Regions from separate parts of the Mus musculus genome. Here all the other regions are linked to region 5. Evidence: chromatin contacts called from public Hi-C and HiChIP or PLAC-seq data. All regions are on one chromosome and are shown on one strand. The core of a region is the stretch at or near the end of the contact, and the rest is flanking DNA. Distances in the headings are between cores, read along the strand shown.

Evidence for each region. HiChIP or PLAC-seq counts read pairs in DNA pulled down with a chosen protein or histone mark. Hi-C and Micro-C count contacts between places; a contact is called where the count stands out from the background.
Region 1: a contact with region 5 is called in an H3K4me3 HiChIP or PLAC-seq map of the 230-238 cell line, with 10 read pairs. The contact joins two enhancer-like sites. A contact is called at or near these places in 1 of 15 datasets of contacts at CTCF or cohesin (the NIH/3T3 cell line), 1 of 484 Hi-C or Micro-C datasets (bone marrow-derived macrophages) and 2 of 115 datasets of contacts at active chromatin or transcription factors (the 230-238 cell line and T-cell acute lymphoblastic leukemia).
Region 2: an H3K27ac HiChIP or PLAC-seq map of microglia shows a contact between it and region 5, with 5 times the contacts expected there. The contact joins two enhancer-like sites. A contact is called at or near these places in 2 of 115 datasets of contacts at active chromatin or transcription factors (acute myeloid leukemia and microglia).
Region 3: an SMC1A HiChIP or PLAC-seq map of large pre-B cells shows a contact between it and region 5, with 2.5 times the contacts expected there. The contact joins two enhancer-like sites. A contact is called at or near these places in 1 of 15 datasets of contacts at CTCF or cohesin (large pre-B cells), 3 of 484 Hi-C or Micro-C datasets (bone marrow-derived macrophages, cerebellum and embryonic stem cells) and 1 of 115 datasets of contacts at active chromatin or transcription factors (large pre-B cells).
Region 4: a contact with region 5 is called in a Hi-C map of the HPC-7 cell line, with 2.1 times the contacts expected there. The contact joins two enhancer-like sites. A contact is called at or near these places in 1 of 15 datasets of contacts at CTCF or cohesin (the NIH/3T3 cell line), 2 of 484 Hi-C or Micro-C datasets (the HPC-7 cell line and embryonic stem cells) and 2 of 115 datasets of contacts at active chromatin or transcription factors (embryonic stem cells and large pre-B cells).

The regions. Positions count from the first base shown.
Region 1 is chr4:95,776,659-95,779,358 of GRCm38.p6, forward strand. The region is part of intron 8 of Fggy (FGGY carbohydrate kinase domain containing); the gene reads left to right. Among named protein-coding and RNA genes, the nearest start is that of Hook1, 190 kb to the right of the region's middle. Within about 2 kb of position 1,388, at least 31 of the 459 cell types and tissues checked have an H3K27ac peak or open chromatin away from gene starts, as enhancers often do. A contact at or near this core is called in the 230-238 cell line, T-cell acute lymphoblastic leukemia and bone marrow-derived macrophages, where this site is marked.
Region 2 is chr4:95,083,216-95,085,915 of GRCm38.p6, forward strand. All of the region lies in intron 1 of Junos (a long non-coding RNA gene), which reads left to right. Among named protein-coding and RNA genes, the nearest start is that of Junos, 32 kb to the left of the region's middle. Within about 2 kb of position 1,441, at least 48 of the 459 cell types and tissues checked have an H3K27ac peak or open chromatin away from gene starts, as enhancers often do. A contact at or near this core is called in acute myeloid leukemia and microglia, where this site is marked.
Region 3 is chr4:94,999,286-95,001,985 of GRCm38.p6, forward strand. All of the region lies in intron 2 of Gm12694 (a long non-coding RNA gene), which reads left to right. Among named protein-coding and RNA genes, the nearest start is that of Gm12694, 22 kb to the left of the region's middle. Within about 2 kb of position 1,301, at least 69 of the 459 cell types and tissues checked have an H3K27ac peak or open chromatin away from gene starts, as enhancers often do. A contact at or near this core is called in bone marrow-derived macrophages, where this site is marked.
Region 4 is chr4:95,732,592-95,735,344 of GRCm38.p6, forward strand. The region is part of intron 6 of Fggy (FGGY carbohydrate kinase domain containing); the gene reads left to right. Among named protein-coding and RNA genes, the nearest start is that of Fggy, 180 kb to the left of the region's middle. Within about 2 kb of position 1,425, at least 81 of the 459 cell types and tissues checked have an H3K27ac peak or open chromatin away from gene starts, as enhancers often do. A contact at or near this core is called in the HPC-7 cell line, where this site is marked.
Region 5 is chr4:95,352,742-95,355,441 of GRCm38.p6, forward strand. No RefSeq gene overlaps it. Among named protein-coding and RNA genes, the nearest start is that of Gm12707, 130 kb to the right of the region's middle. Within about 2 kb of position 1,385, at least 109 of the 459 cell types and tissues checked have an H3K27ac peak or open chromatin away from gene starts, as enhancers often do. A contact at or near this core is called in the 230-238 cell line, the HPC-7 cell line, T-cell acute lymphoblastic leukemia and 3 more, where this site is marked.

The sequences.
Region 1 (2,700 bases), core at 138-2,637, 420 kb after region 5:
AAAGTCTTAAGATGGGGTTCCCATAAAGTACTAAATAGATTACATTTCCCTGTGTAATATATGATGGAAGTGACATCATAGAGACTTTTTTATATATTCTTTGAAAGATACTCTTCTTCTTGATGAATATCTTATGAATGTCCCTGGGACCAGTTTGAGCTGTGGGGCATGCTCTTAAAAGTCTGCCAGACCCTGAGAGGAACCACACAACCATAGAGAGAAAGCAGACCCCGTGAGCAAAGCCCCAGTGATGGACAGAGGACTTGTTCTTGGTGGCTGTTTAGTTTTTCTTGTTTATGGGGTTTCTTCTTAGAAAGAAATAAAATAAGAATGAAAAAAAGAATTTTTTTTTCTCAATGCTTTTCAGTGTAGGAAGTATTTAAGGAATTCAGTGCCCAGAGGCAGTACAACAGTAAGAACAGGTGATGTTTTCTTTTCTTTTATTCCTTTCTTCTTTCACAAAGGAACTGAGGGCTTTACTCCATGTACCACGGCTAATAAGCGAAAGGGTAACAGCTTGGGTGCCCATCTACACAACCCCTAAGCTGTTTTCATGGCATCCTCTGTTGCTCCATCATTGTTAGCTCAGATTTCAAGGGTTCTATAGCTGATCAGAGTCTGGTTTGCTACAGGAAGGACTCCAGGTTACATGTCATTAGTTGTTTCCCTCTCTATGTTTTCCATTGAGCCGTAAGCCAGTGCAGCTCAGCTAATAGGCACATATCAGACCTGAGAAACTCCAGCCCCAACCATGAGGGCTGATTTAGTAAGGTCTTATGGAAAGCAGTAGATAAGTATCTCTCACTTCATTTTACTTTATTTCATTTATTTACTTATTAGTGCCAGGCTAATACCCAGGGCTTTGTGTATGGTAAGCATGTGCTCTGCTAGGGAGCCATGCCATGAGCCACAGGGTCTATAATTGTAGTGTCTACAAAGGCTGTAATGGGGGATTCAAAAATGCCTGCAACAAATGTCATAAGAGGACAACCGAATCTTTCCACAACTATTTTTCTCCGTCCCTAGCAAAGGATATTTTATATAAACGAGAGCCTAAATGTATGATAAATGGTTCTAAGAGTGAAGTAAATGAATAAATATTAATAAAATACGAATAGCATCAAGCTGAAGAGCCCGTCCCTGGTTGGTGTTGGGCACACTACAGGAATCTCTCAAATCACTATCCTTTCGAAGATGTCCTTTGGAAGGCTTAGGTCCAGCTGTTCTGAGGAGCCATGACAGAGGATCTGGTAAAATCTGCTAGCAATTAGAGACTGTGGAATTTTTATGTTCTCTTGAATAGTGAGAGAGACTGTTTGTATCGCTCTAAAGACAAACCCAGAAACCAAAGTGCAGATGCACCAGGGCACAACAGGAAACCACAAAAGCCTAAGATCTTTCCATGTAAATAAGAAGCTGGCCTTTACTTTTGAATCCACAGTGCAGAGTGGAGCACAGTTGTTAATCCAGCTTTTGCACAGCTCTGCTTTGAGCTTGAGCACAGTTAAACCATGCCACAGGATAAAAAGCACTTAAAAATGCTTGTTTTGATCAGCAAGCTTCATTTGTGTTAGTGAACAGTTTGGGGACACAGGTGCAGTGTGGACTCAGAACCATTAATTGGTCTCCCTTGTTCTTTTTGCAGTGATATTTGAAACCCTACTTCCCTCCACAAAGTTATATTAATCCATATAAATGCACGGGACATTTCCTGTTGACAAGCCTCTCTCACATGTCCCATCCTGGGGCCTCTGGTCCAGGTGCAAAGTGGAGAAACAGTGGTAACAATTCCCATACCTTCTTGTGTTGTTACCTCGATCTACATTTGATCAGTCCTATTACACTGGGAAGTAAGTAATACCGTACAACTGATCATAAAGTTTTTGTAGATAAGGAAAATGTGGTAGAACAAAAACCCATAGGTTTTGTTATTAGGTTGGCAGACCTATGTTCAATATAGAGTGCCTTAGCTCCAAAGTACCTTCCTTGTTCAACACCGACTGCAAGCCAGGCATGGGGCATAACGAAGAGTAGAAGTAGCCCTTGAGTCAGTTATAGTCCAGAGGAAGAGATGGGGAGGAAGCGTAAATTGCATAATCATGTCAAAGTACATTTAAGTATGCATATGCTCAACACTCTACCAATTTCATTCCTAGATAAAATCTTGGGGAAACTCCCGCACTGTGAAACAATATACACAGAGCCTTTTTAATACATCATATATCATACTATCCCCTGTTTGGATTTCCATTAGTAGAACATATTGCTAAACTATCATATTCATATGCTGACTTACATGTTTAATGAATAGACTGCATCTACATATAGTGGATAAGTGCAACAATTATAAAGTAACACAAAGAAGAAATGAGAGAAGTAGGCACAAAAATATTGCATCCATGGAAATTCTAAAAGAAGTAAAAACAAATGATGAAACTTAGGAATTTGGGCTGAACCTAGGAAGACAAAAGGATAATTGCCACAGATCTTAAAACCTTAGTGAATTCTATTTGTTGAAGGTTTTGGCTGTGTAGAACATAACTGCTTTCAGAAGTGGTCTAGAGGAACTGCCATTTGTTGATGAAGGACACATAAGCACTTAGTATTTTTTAAGATGTTCTGTAATTTTTAATCTCCTCTTCTAAGAGTGATATGTGTGCTGGAACCACCATGAAAGGACCCACCATATGGCATACAGTG
Region 2 (2,700 bases), core at 191-2,690, 270 kb before region 5:
GTTCTGTAGGTAAGAACCCCTGGTTTTATTTTTAAAACTATCGTCAAAATGACTGCCAGTCCTTAAACTCTGGCTGTGAGCTAAGCAGGTGGTGTTTCATGCTACTCACTGCCTAGCAAAGTGTTCAGGACAGAACCTGATGCATAGTACATGCTCAATGAAGGGTGCTTAATGTCCCTATTAATTACTTTAATTCTGATGTAGTGCTCATGGCAGACAGGATTTGTCTTGTGCATTGCATGACAAGTCTGTGGGCCTCATGAGGGCAGGGATTGTGTGTTTACTCTCTAGTGTCTCCAAGCACGTGTTTACCCGGAGGAAATTCCCAGGGTGGCAAGCTGGTCGTTCAAGCTGGTGAGCAGCGCAGTGACTTATGTCTAGGATTCCAAAATCAGCTTGGAGTCACTGTAGTCTAAAGAATAGAGGGTCAGGACAGAGCAAAGATCTTGGCTTGCTTCTACTTCAACTGTCTACTACCTTTATGACCTCAGAAGGATTGATCTTTTTGAATCCTAAATACCTATTTTTCAAAAACAAACAAACAAAACAAACAAACAAACAAACAGACAAACAAACAAACAAAGTTAAAAGTGTCTGCTTGTCTTCTTCGCAGGTTTGTTGTGGGCATCAGTGAGCATGTACAGACTGTTGTGAGCATCCTCTTGGAGTCCATGGCCATTGCCGCTACTGTGATTTAAAGAGCTGTGCCCCTTCTTGGCTCCTGGGTTGGCACTTGTTTTCCAGCTGTTTGGTGGTGCTGTTTGGAAAGGGCATGGAATCTTGAGGAGGCAGAGTCTTGTTGGAGTAGGTAGTCACAGGGGTGAGACGTGAGGGTAGATAGCCTGGCCGCACTTCCTGTCTGCTCTCTGGCCGCACTTCCTGTCTGCTCTCTGGCCGCACTTCCTGTCTGCTCTCTGAATCTTGAGTGTAGATCAGTGTGACTAGCCGCCTCATGTTGCAGCTGTCATGCCTTCCCTGCTGTGGCTGACTGAATTCCTTGTTCTACGGTGACTCAGAAGAAACCATTCCTTCCTTAAGTTGCTGCTGCCACAGCAATTCGAAAAGGAAATCATACATACAACTGCCATACGTGCCAGAACATGAGCTGAGGATACATTTAGTGGATACATGTAGTGGGCAGATAGCAGCCATTACATGTGCTCTATATGCATAGTCTTTAAATTTCGGAATACCTTTTCTCTTCTGATCATGCATCTCAAGTAGTGACTTTAACCTTTGAAAGTTTCTTTAACTGCACCCCTTTCTAGCTTTAAAATCTTGGCCTTATATTTCAGAGTAAATGTTTATAGGTGTCCTGTAAAAGGTGGAATCAAACACTTAACAATACTTGTTGTTTGTTTCTATGTGATCCAAGAGGGGAGAGGCCAGGGCTTATCTGAAGGTGTAGAAAAAATTAAAAAAAAAAAAAAAAAAAAAAAAGTGTGAGTCACAGCCCTAACTCTGAAAGAGTTTACAGAATGGTTTGTTAGCCAGAGCTGAATTCTAGAAGGGTAGGCAAAGCACTTGATATAAAAAGAGGTGGTTTGTGAAGACTACAGAGAAATGGGCTTTGTTTATGGTTTCTATTTCTGTGAAGAGACACTATGATCCCTCACCTCCCAACTCTTATAAAGGAAAACATTTGACTGGGGCTGGCTTATAATTCCAGAGGTTTAGTCTATTATCATCATGGTGAGAAGTATGGCGCAGCCATGGTGCCGGAGAAGGAGCTGAGAGTTCTACATCTTGATTTGCACATACCAAGTAAAAAGACGGAGCCACTAGACCTTGCTTGAGCATCTAAGACCTCAAAGCCTGCCCCCACAGTGACATACTTCTCTGATAAAGCCAAACCTATTCCAGCAAGGTCATACCTCCTAATAGTGCCACTCCTATGGGCCAAGCTTTCAAACACATGAGGAGTCTTTGGGGCCATTCCGTTTGAAATAATCACAGTATTCAACCTTGCAAAAGACTGATGCTTACTCTGTAATCCTGGGAACATAATTCAAATCCAGGTCATTGGACACTGCTAACACAGATCTGGGTAGGATTACAGTTTTTTGTTTTTTTGTTTTTTATTTCTCAGCATAGTACATTCAAACATTTTAGTAATGTACCCATTTAAAAATGTCTGAATTTTCAAAGCTGCTGATATTCTGGGGTTGCTGCTCTCATGATGAGAAAATGAAAGTATATATTTAGGCATGAGATTCTTTACCTAAAAGATGTCATAGAGAAAGGTGTTTACAGAAAGTGTTAATTTCTGTAGCTGCTACATGATGATAGCAAGTGACCAGAACAGTTAGATCAAGGTACAGTGTGAGGTAGCATAATTCAGTAACTAAAAAAAATTTAAACATGCAATTGCAAACCATTTAATAAACTGAAAATAAGGTTACCATGTATGAAAACAGACTACAGGGACAGTTATAGTCAAAAGTCAACCATAGCCTTCATATTTACACCTAAAAATTAGAATGAATGAAAAACAGGTAATTAAATATCTAACCAAGGAATGTAGAGAATGAGATGCAAAATAAAACTAAGACAAGCAGAAAAACAAAACCAGAAAATATACAAGGGGTTAAAAAGCTAATTAGGAAACCAACAAAAGTATAGATTTCATAGGTATAGGAAAAAAGAGCCAATAGAACCCTCTAGAAAACTTGCTGGACAACACTCAGAGAGACAGAAACA
Region 3 (2,700 bases), core at 51-2,550, 350 kb before region 5:
AGATGGCATTTGGCTCTGGCATCTTCTGAAGATGTCTCCCTCATGCTTACCACCTAGTGGAGGAGTCTGGGATGACTGCTGCTTTGCATGGCTGGCATCGTCCTCCCACTGGCTTCTCTATTTTCACACATAAAGTACTAAGAGTAGTCAGTCCTTTACACAGCGGCTGCCTTCCCCTGCAGCTGATTTCCCTAGAGACCCAGATGAAAACAGTAGTATTTCTTATGACTTAGCTCTGCCATTCCCCAAGCATGACTTCTGTTCCATTTGGTTGGTCAAGAAAGTCTCTGACTCGTGTAGGGTGGAAGAGGAGGACTAGCTTCCTTCTCTCCATGAGAGGAAGTGAAGAGAGTAGCATGTTTAATTTCCATAACAGAACTTCCATCACGGAAACAGAAGAGCAGAGAAGAGCAGCTCATTGTCTTTGGAAGTTTGATCTTACATGCATATTTTAAATATCATGTGGTTCTCAGAAGAACTCAGGGGAGATGTTATTATCTCCATCTTAGGTGAAGAAATTTTTGCTTCCCTCAAGCCTTGACTTGCTAGTCAATAGCTTAAAAAATTCAAGCCCATTTATTTCTGATTCAAAAGTCCTGGTTTCTTTCTGTGAACTACACAACTACTCAAAATTACATAATTTTCACTTACAGAATATAAAATTCGGTTCTGTAAATGCCTATGAACTAGTAAACTTGGAAAATAGTTTTTACAACCTTACTAGTCCAATATATGCTCTGAGCTAGTATTTAGCAAGCTGCCTATGACCCGGTCCATTGTTTATTGATTTGATGAAGTGCCCTAGCTTAAGCAATTTAACATAAAAGGGACTTCCTTTGGCTTCCTGTTCCACATGATGATGTGCCCATGATGTTGGAGAGGACATGGCAGAAGGCAGAAAAAACATGGTGGCAGGAGTAGGAGGCTGCTGGTCATATTGCACACACACTCAGGAAGCAAAGAAAGACCAGGAAGCAGGGCCATGTCATAAAGCCTCAAGGACTGCCTCCAGGGACTCACTTCTCAAAGGTCCTGTGGCACCAGACTGTGGGGACTCTCCTCATTCAAACCACAGCACCTCACTAGATGGGGGAAGCTGCTTTCAATGAGAGGCTCATGCTGGGAGTGTTCTCACTGTAGAACCAGAGCAGAGCAAGGGACCTGCCACACAGTGGGAGGATGGGATTTCCCAGGACTGTGCTTCTGCGATTCTGATTGAAACTCATAGCATGTCCACTAAATCCTAGGGCTGAGTCTGTCTGTTCACAGCATTTTGTAGAGTCCTTGGCTCACATGCACAGGCTCTAGGGTCCTGTGTGCTCAGCACTGAAAAATGAATAAGAATAACAAAATGGAGATCATGTGACACAAATGAGGCTGAAATATGATAATAAAAGAAAAACCTGAGGAAGGTATTAAAATAAAACAACATGCACTTTAATAATTACAGGCTGGAGCACATCTGTATGGGATGACAGCATTAATGGTTCTCAGACTGTGATGACATTTTAATTAAATCTTAAAAATGCTACTACTAATTAATACTCATAAAAATACAAAAAAAATTTCTGGCAAAAGGCGGCTGTTATGGAAGCTCCCAATGGTCACTTTCTGCAGGTCACTGATAACAAGATGCTGACAACTACAGACCACCTCTGGCCTCAGACCCCGATTTGAGTACATTATCCAGGGTTAGAGCATCCTTGTGGTTTTTTGAAAGAAAATTAAGACTCAGATTCAGACTCAACTTTTTTACTACATGGCTTGTGCCAGACTTCACAGGGCAAACCTAGTAAAAGTGAGGAATAAGGTCTAGTGCCCATAAAGTATTTGTATATTGGCAGAAGCAGAAAAACAATAAGTTAATCATTTTTAAACCTTCATAAAATGTTATCGTGATGTGAAGCTTGAGGCAATACAAGATTGCCTCCCTGAAATTGCCCCAACTTCCAAAATTCCCTGTCATATGATCATATTCTCTTTACCACAACATGATTAATACAAGTTTTCAGGTCTTCCACATCTCATTCTGACTCGTAGCCAGACTTCAAAAGAAGGTCAGAGAATGGGAGAAATGCCCCCCCCCCCTTTCTCCCAAGTTCATGTTTCCATAAAGCCCGTGGCTGCCTCTCTGCTTCTGTAGGAGTACAGACGGGACACGATGGTATGAGAACTTAATTAGAGCATCTGTTCTCCTGTCTGCTGATGAGGAGTTTGTGATCACAAACAACTCAGACAGGGCCATCAGCAGCCTCTGGAGAGGTACCACCCCCATAGCATTTGTGGACCACACACTGGTGTGTGAGTCACCTCTTAGGATGAGTGAAGGTTGACTCAGCTTCAGAGAGCTTCCTATTGAGCCAGCAGTTGCTCTAAGTCTTGGAAAGAGAACAAAACAACTCTGGGAGGAAATGATCATCTCTTCATCAGCTCTGAGGTCGCTAAAGCTGGAAGAGGGCCTTGCTGCTCACTAGCAACAGATTCATGGTTCTCAGGGATCAGAGGCTCAGATCAGCATCTTCTGGAGGGACAACTTCCTCACTTTCCTCAACAGTGCTCTCCAAGGGCATCTGAGACTTACTTCTTCAGGAATGGTTTCTTTTATTCACTTATTGTATGCAAAATAATCCACACATGCTATTTTATCTCAATCTCAAAACAAGCATGATACCTGATCCCAGAACCCTTCTGGATACCCAT
Region 4 (2,753 bases), core at 175-2,674, 380 kb after region 5:
GGGATTATATTAGTTTCTTTACTAATTTACTAATTTATCCCCCAGTAATATCCAGGGTTGAGAGTCAAATTTAGTGTTCATCTGTTTTGTTTACTTTCTACTGAAACTCTGTACAAGGTGGGCACATATAGGTGTGCAACTTTAATCTTTTTGTTCAAGGTGATTGATCTATGTCTTATGATCTTAAAAAATAAACAAAAATGTGTAATTTTGCTAAAGTAAACATTACTTTTAAAAGTATGTTTTAGATACTTGGGAGTGAAAGAAATAAGATGTAGAGAGAAAAGTCTGTGAGCTATTATCTTTCTACTGGAAGAGATGTATAAAACCAAATATAGGGATATGGTATGTAAGAGTTATTTAAAAGTACATTTAAAGCATATGGAGTATAAGGCATATTAATACCAAGTAAGAATACAAAGTCAGGGATCTTCCATGTGTATCAAACTGTCTAAACTATGGAGTAATTATAAGACATGTTAACTAACAGATGTAATTCAGAAGTGGTATTAGAAAGAACTAGTACCTGCTAGAAAGATCTCCTCTATCTTAATCCTTAACCTAGGTGCTACTCTGGGACAGTGTGTGCACACAGTAGATGTCTATTCACCCACCGTTTCTATAATAAGTGATAATGAATATCATACAATTTGATGTGAAATCAGTAATGGAAATGGAATTTAGTTTCTAGTCACAATGACATGATTTCTAGGAGGTGTATCAGATGCTGTCCTTAAAGAGTGGAAGAAGAACACTAGCTTTGGGTTCTCAGGAAGTCTCTACTTGGATGAATCATTTAATACAAGTGTAACTCCAATTCAGGAGCCAAGACTACTACAATCCTTTTAGCCATTTTCTATCAGTTGTCCCAGTTTTCTAGAAAATCCTCAGAGCTGACCTACCCATGTGATCTGAGTCAGGATAGGCCTTACCATTCTCTGGAACCATTCAAGCATGTGTCATGTCTGTGTGAAACGCCAAACTTAAGAAATGCCTCTGAATACTGCATAGTGATTGAGAATTGTATGTTCTCAGTCTTGTTACCCACTTTTAAATCAGATTGAAAGTAACTTGAGTTTGAAATAATTCCAGCATTCTCTCCAACTGGCAAGGCAAAGTGTCCTTTAGCACAATCTTGGACATAATCTGGTTGGCCTGTCAGCCTTGCCCAACCGAGCTGGTACCAGCATTCCACAGCAAGCATAAGGAAGCAGGGTCGCATGCCACCCACGCCCAAACCTCTCTGACATTTCCGTGGGCCTGGAGCCAGATCTCCCCCTGTGTTTCATCTCCCTCTCAGAATACAAAGGAACACTGAACCTTCCAGTTAATTCAATACCCTCCCCCCCCTTCCTGGAGAGGATAACAGTTCTGTTGACCATTATAATGCATCTTCTGTCTCCCAGCAATCCACATAGTCATTAATTTCTGCTGCTGACATCAGGAAAGAGGATTATGTGTGTGTCTGAAACTGTTCCCAGAGTGCTCATTAGTCATAGATAATTGAAAAACTGGTAGGGGAAGGTTTGTTGTAATAGGAGCTCTGCTTGTGAAGAGGGACTGCAGCTACCCGATAATTGTAGGCTCCAGCTTGGACCACTCAGGCCAAATATGTCCATTCACATGGGAATTCATGGGGCCCAGGAATCCTCAGGGCCATCTGATATCTGAAGGTGAACAAGTAACACAGCCAGAGATCAGAGTGTAGGTGAATTGCCCATGGGTTTCTCTCCTATCTTTAGCGTGAGGAACAGGACTTGGAAAAGATGCAGGAAATTTGCTCTCATTTTGTTTTTATTTAAACTTAAGCCAATTTGGTTTGTTTTAAGCAAACACACGAGGTCATGATCTGGAAGGACATAGATGGTTCAGGAGAGTACTTCACAGCACATCCTATCTGTACTGTTACAGAAATCAAGTGGTTTTTTTTTAATTTTTAATTTTTATTTTTCTAGAAACTTCTAGAAGTACATGTGCTCATGTACTTGAATGTTTAGAATCTTTAAAAGGATCACAAATATGAGATCCTAAGAGCACTATTCTACATCCTGGCTTTGTCCCATATTTTATCTCAGTCTTTCTCCCAAATTCATACCTTAATTCTTCCTCAAGTATTTTCTATATAGGATTCTGTAGAATAGATGAAATGGTTTGTTTATTTGTTGTTAGTTTGCTTGCTTGCCTGCCTCCTTCCTCCTTCCCTCCCTCCCTCCCCACTCCTCCTCCCTCCCTCTCTCTCTCTCTCTCTCTCTCTCTCTCTCTCTCTCTCTCTCTCTCTCTCTCTCTCTTTCTTTCTTTCTTTCTTTCTTTCTTTCTTTCTTCCTTTCTTACCAAACCAGAAGAGAAGCACCTCTAAAACTATTATATAAGAAACACTTGTTCAAAGTAAAACACAAGAGAGCACAGGGAAGTAAGGAGCACAGATTCACCCACACCCCCATTGGAAACATAAGTTTTGTATGTGTGTTTTACCTCCTAGGTATGTAGTTTTATAAATTCATCTATCAACATTGTTATTTTTAGATTCAAGTCATATTCCTTTGCATAATATTCTACAGCCTTCATTTTTCACTTGTTTGGGTGTTTGAAAGATAAAATAATGTTTCCTTTTCCTCACACAGTAGGTTTAAATTTTTTAAAAGACAAATCCAAGGGTCAAGCATGGGCAGGTTCTCAGAGACTTGCTGTCTCCAGCCATGTGCTGCCCCTTTCATAGGCACCCCCTGTTCCCCACCCCTCACAGTGCTTATATT
Region 5 (2,700 bases), core at 135-2,634:
GGCTGCCTCCACCCTTCTGTCTCCCATATAACTCATTCTCCCCCACCCTTGTAGTTTCTCATCTCTTCTGAGAAATCATCAGCAACACCCCTGAGTGACACTAAGAGAGGAGGGACCTAGTGGGACCACGCACGGGGTCCAGGGCTGCGGTGGGAGTTTATCAGGATTAGTGGCCTATTTTCTTTCATAATCTTATTCCAGGACCCATCACCAAAAACTCCTTCAGGCCCTGGTCCTCCCTTATCCCTGCATCCCACCTCTGGATTAAAGGCAGAAAATAGAAAGAGCTACCAGTATGCTTTGGAAAAATTATGATCTTGGGCTTTAGAGATGGCTCAGCAGATAATGGCACTTGCTGTCAAGCCCAGCATGAGTTTGATCCCTGATCCCACATGGTGGAAGGAGAGAACCGACTCCCACAAATTGTGTTTTCTGACCTCTGTACATGCACTGACACACACACACACACACACATACATACACCACGAAATTAAGTAAAATAGAATAAAAATTGTGATTTTTGAAATAATTTTGGAACGAAAACTACAATATAACCTCTCTTTAGGAAAGCCTCTGGGTCTTTTGGACACTGGCTCTTGAGATGTGGACAGTCCTAACCTTGTAGGTTGTGGACTACTTGGTTGAGGGCCTGTTGAACTGTGAGTTTCTGGGTTAGCTTTGAGGGACTGACCGGAAGCCCAGTTTCTGCTATATACATGTAGGTCATAATAATTAACAAATATTCATTAAAGCTCATTGACATTTTTTTTTTATTCCTTTGTAGGTAAAACGAAATGTTGATTCCAGCATTTCGAGCTAAGCCACTAAGTCACTCTCCCTAACTTTGTCACTGGTAAGCTTCCTTCTCTGCCCTACTGTACTGCACAGCAGTGAGAAGAGGAGAGTAGAGGGGTGTGTGTGTGTGGGGGGGGGCAACTTGGGTGAGCACAACAAAATCTCAACTGCAAAGCAAGGTTTTGTTGTTGTTTTGTTTGGGATTTTTGTTGTAAAAAAGGAAAGAAAGTTCTACTCTGAACTGAAATCGTCTGTTTTTCTTTCGAAATGTTCAAAGCAAACTAGATTAAGGTAAAAGCCGGCTGCAGGCCGCTCGGATGGCCAGCAGCTATAACTCAGATTCTCCTAGTTCCATAGCTTACAGTCGCTTGCCCTTCAGCTGCGCACTGGCTCAGCTGGACCCAGACAGTCTGAAGGCTTTCAGGGTCCAGGGTCAGGCTGGAGGGCTACACAACCCCAGCTCCTGTCATTTCCCTGGCCTGCCTCCTTCCTTCCTTCTTTCTTGGCAGAACCCACATCCTGTTGCTCTCAGCAAAGCCGGAGAAAAAGGCCAGCGGTAGGCAAGTTATTGTGCCTCAAATGAAGACAAATGAGTCCCCATTCTGTGGTGCTCCTGGCATCCTGTTGGAGGAAGCAACGCACAATGCTTGGAGGGAGGGGGCTTCGCTCACCCCTCCCCTTTCCGGTGCCTCCCCCAAAGCTTCCACTTCCTGAGGGATCCCTGGCTTTAGGTCTGTGGCTCCCCATGCCCAGGCAGCTTGCTAGCCAGATCTCAGGAAGTGCAGCTCAAAGAGCCCTGGCCCCAGACCCACGACCCTAGAAAAGGATAGAGTCTGGGCTGCTCCCTCTCCTTGCCAAGATGGCCATGCCCAATCCTTCCTTGAAGGGCTCTAAAATGCATCTTCAGTGTGCCAACAACTACATTAATGGCACCAGAACTCACCCATGCATCAAAATTCTCCAGGGTGCTTTGACAAGCTGGTACCCTTAATATACCACACTCTTAGAACAGACATTTCTTTACCAGAAATGTTCTGTGATGATTCCAGGCCTGTGAAATATAAGCTGGCTGTCTCTCTTTCCACATTCAGTGCTTTTCTGTCCCTGCTTAATACACTGGTGGATGAGAGATACATAGCCACATGGATATAAGCAGCACTAATAAGTGACTAGGAGCCAGATCCACCCCCTAAATATGTGTCCTTAGGCAGAATTTAGAGCCGCAAGGTGATTTACTTTATTCATCTGCAAAATGGGAACAGAAATAATAGTTCAGAATTGCGTGTTTGAGCTGATCGATTTGAATGGTATAATTGCTATCCTAGGGCATCGCAACTAGTCTTCCTTCACTGAACAGTTCAGTGAGCAGGTTCCTGTATTTGCTATTTAAATAAAACCAAACCAAACCAAAAACCAACCAAACAACCCCCCCTACACACACACACACACACACACACACACACACACACACACACACACACACACCAAAAACCTACTGGTGAGTTAGGAATTGATGGGGGCAGTGTCTTGCTTTCTCCAAGCTTTTGGGTTATCTGAAGATTCTGTGATAGACTCTTGTCACATGCTGTGGTCTCCCAAGAAACCAGACTCAAATGTTAAGCATGCAGGATGTTTGAGAGAGGAAAGGGAGAAGATGGAGGCAGGCCTGTGAGTGAGGAGGCAGCCCACAGTGAGATCTTCAAGTGATGTTGTTTATCCCACTTAGAACTCTGTGACCTCAGAGATCACAAAACAGTAGCTGAGGCAGTCACTGGTCACCGAGCACTCCAGAAAGGGGTTTGACCTTGGGTTCCATGAAGACTAGTCACTGACACCTGGAGTAGGCAAAAAGGCATTGAAAGGGAACTGAGGAATGCTGACAGAAACAACCAAAGTACTGGGAAG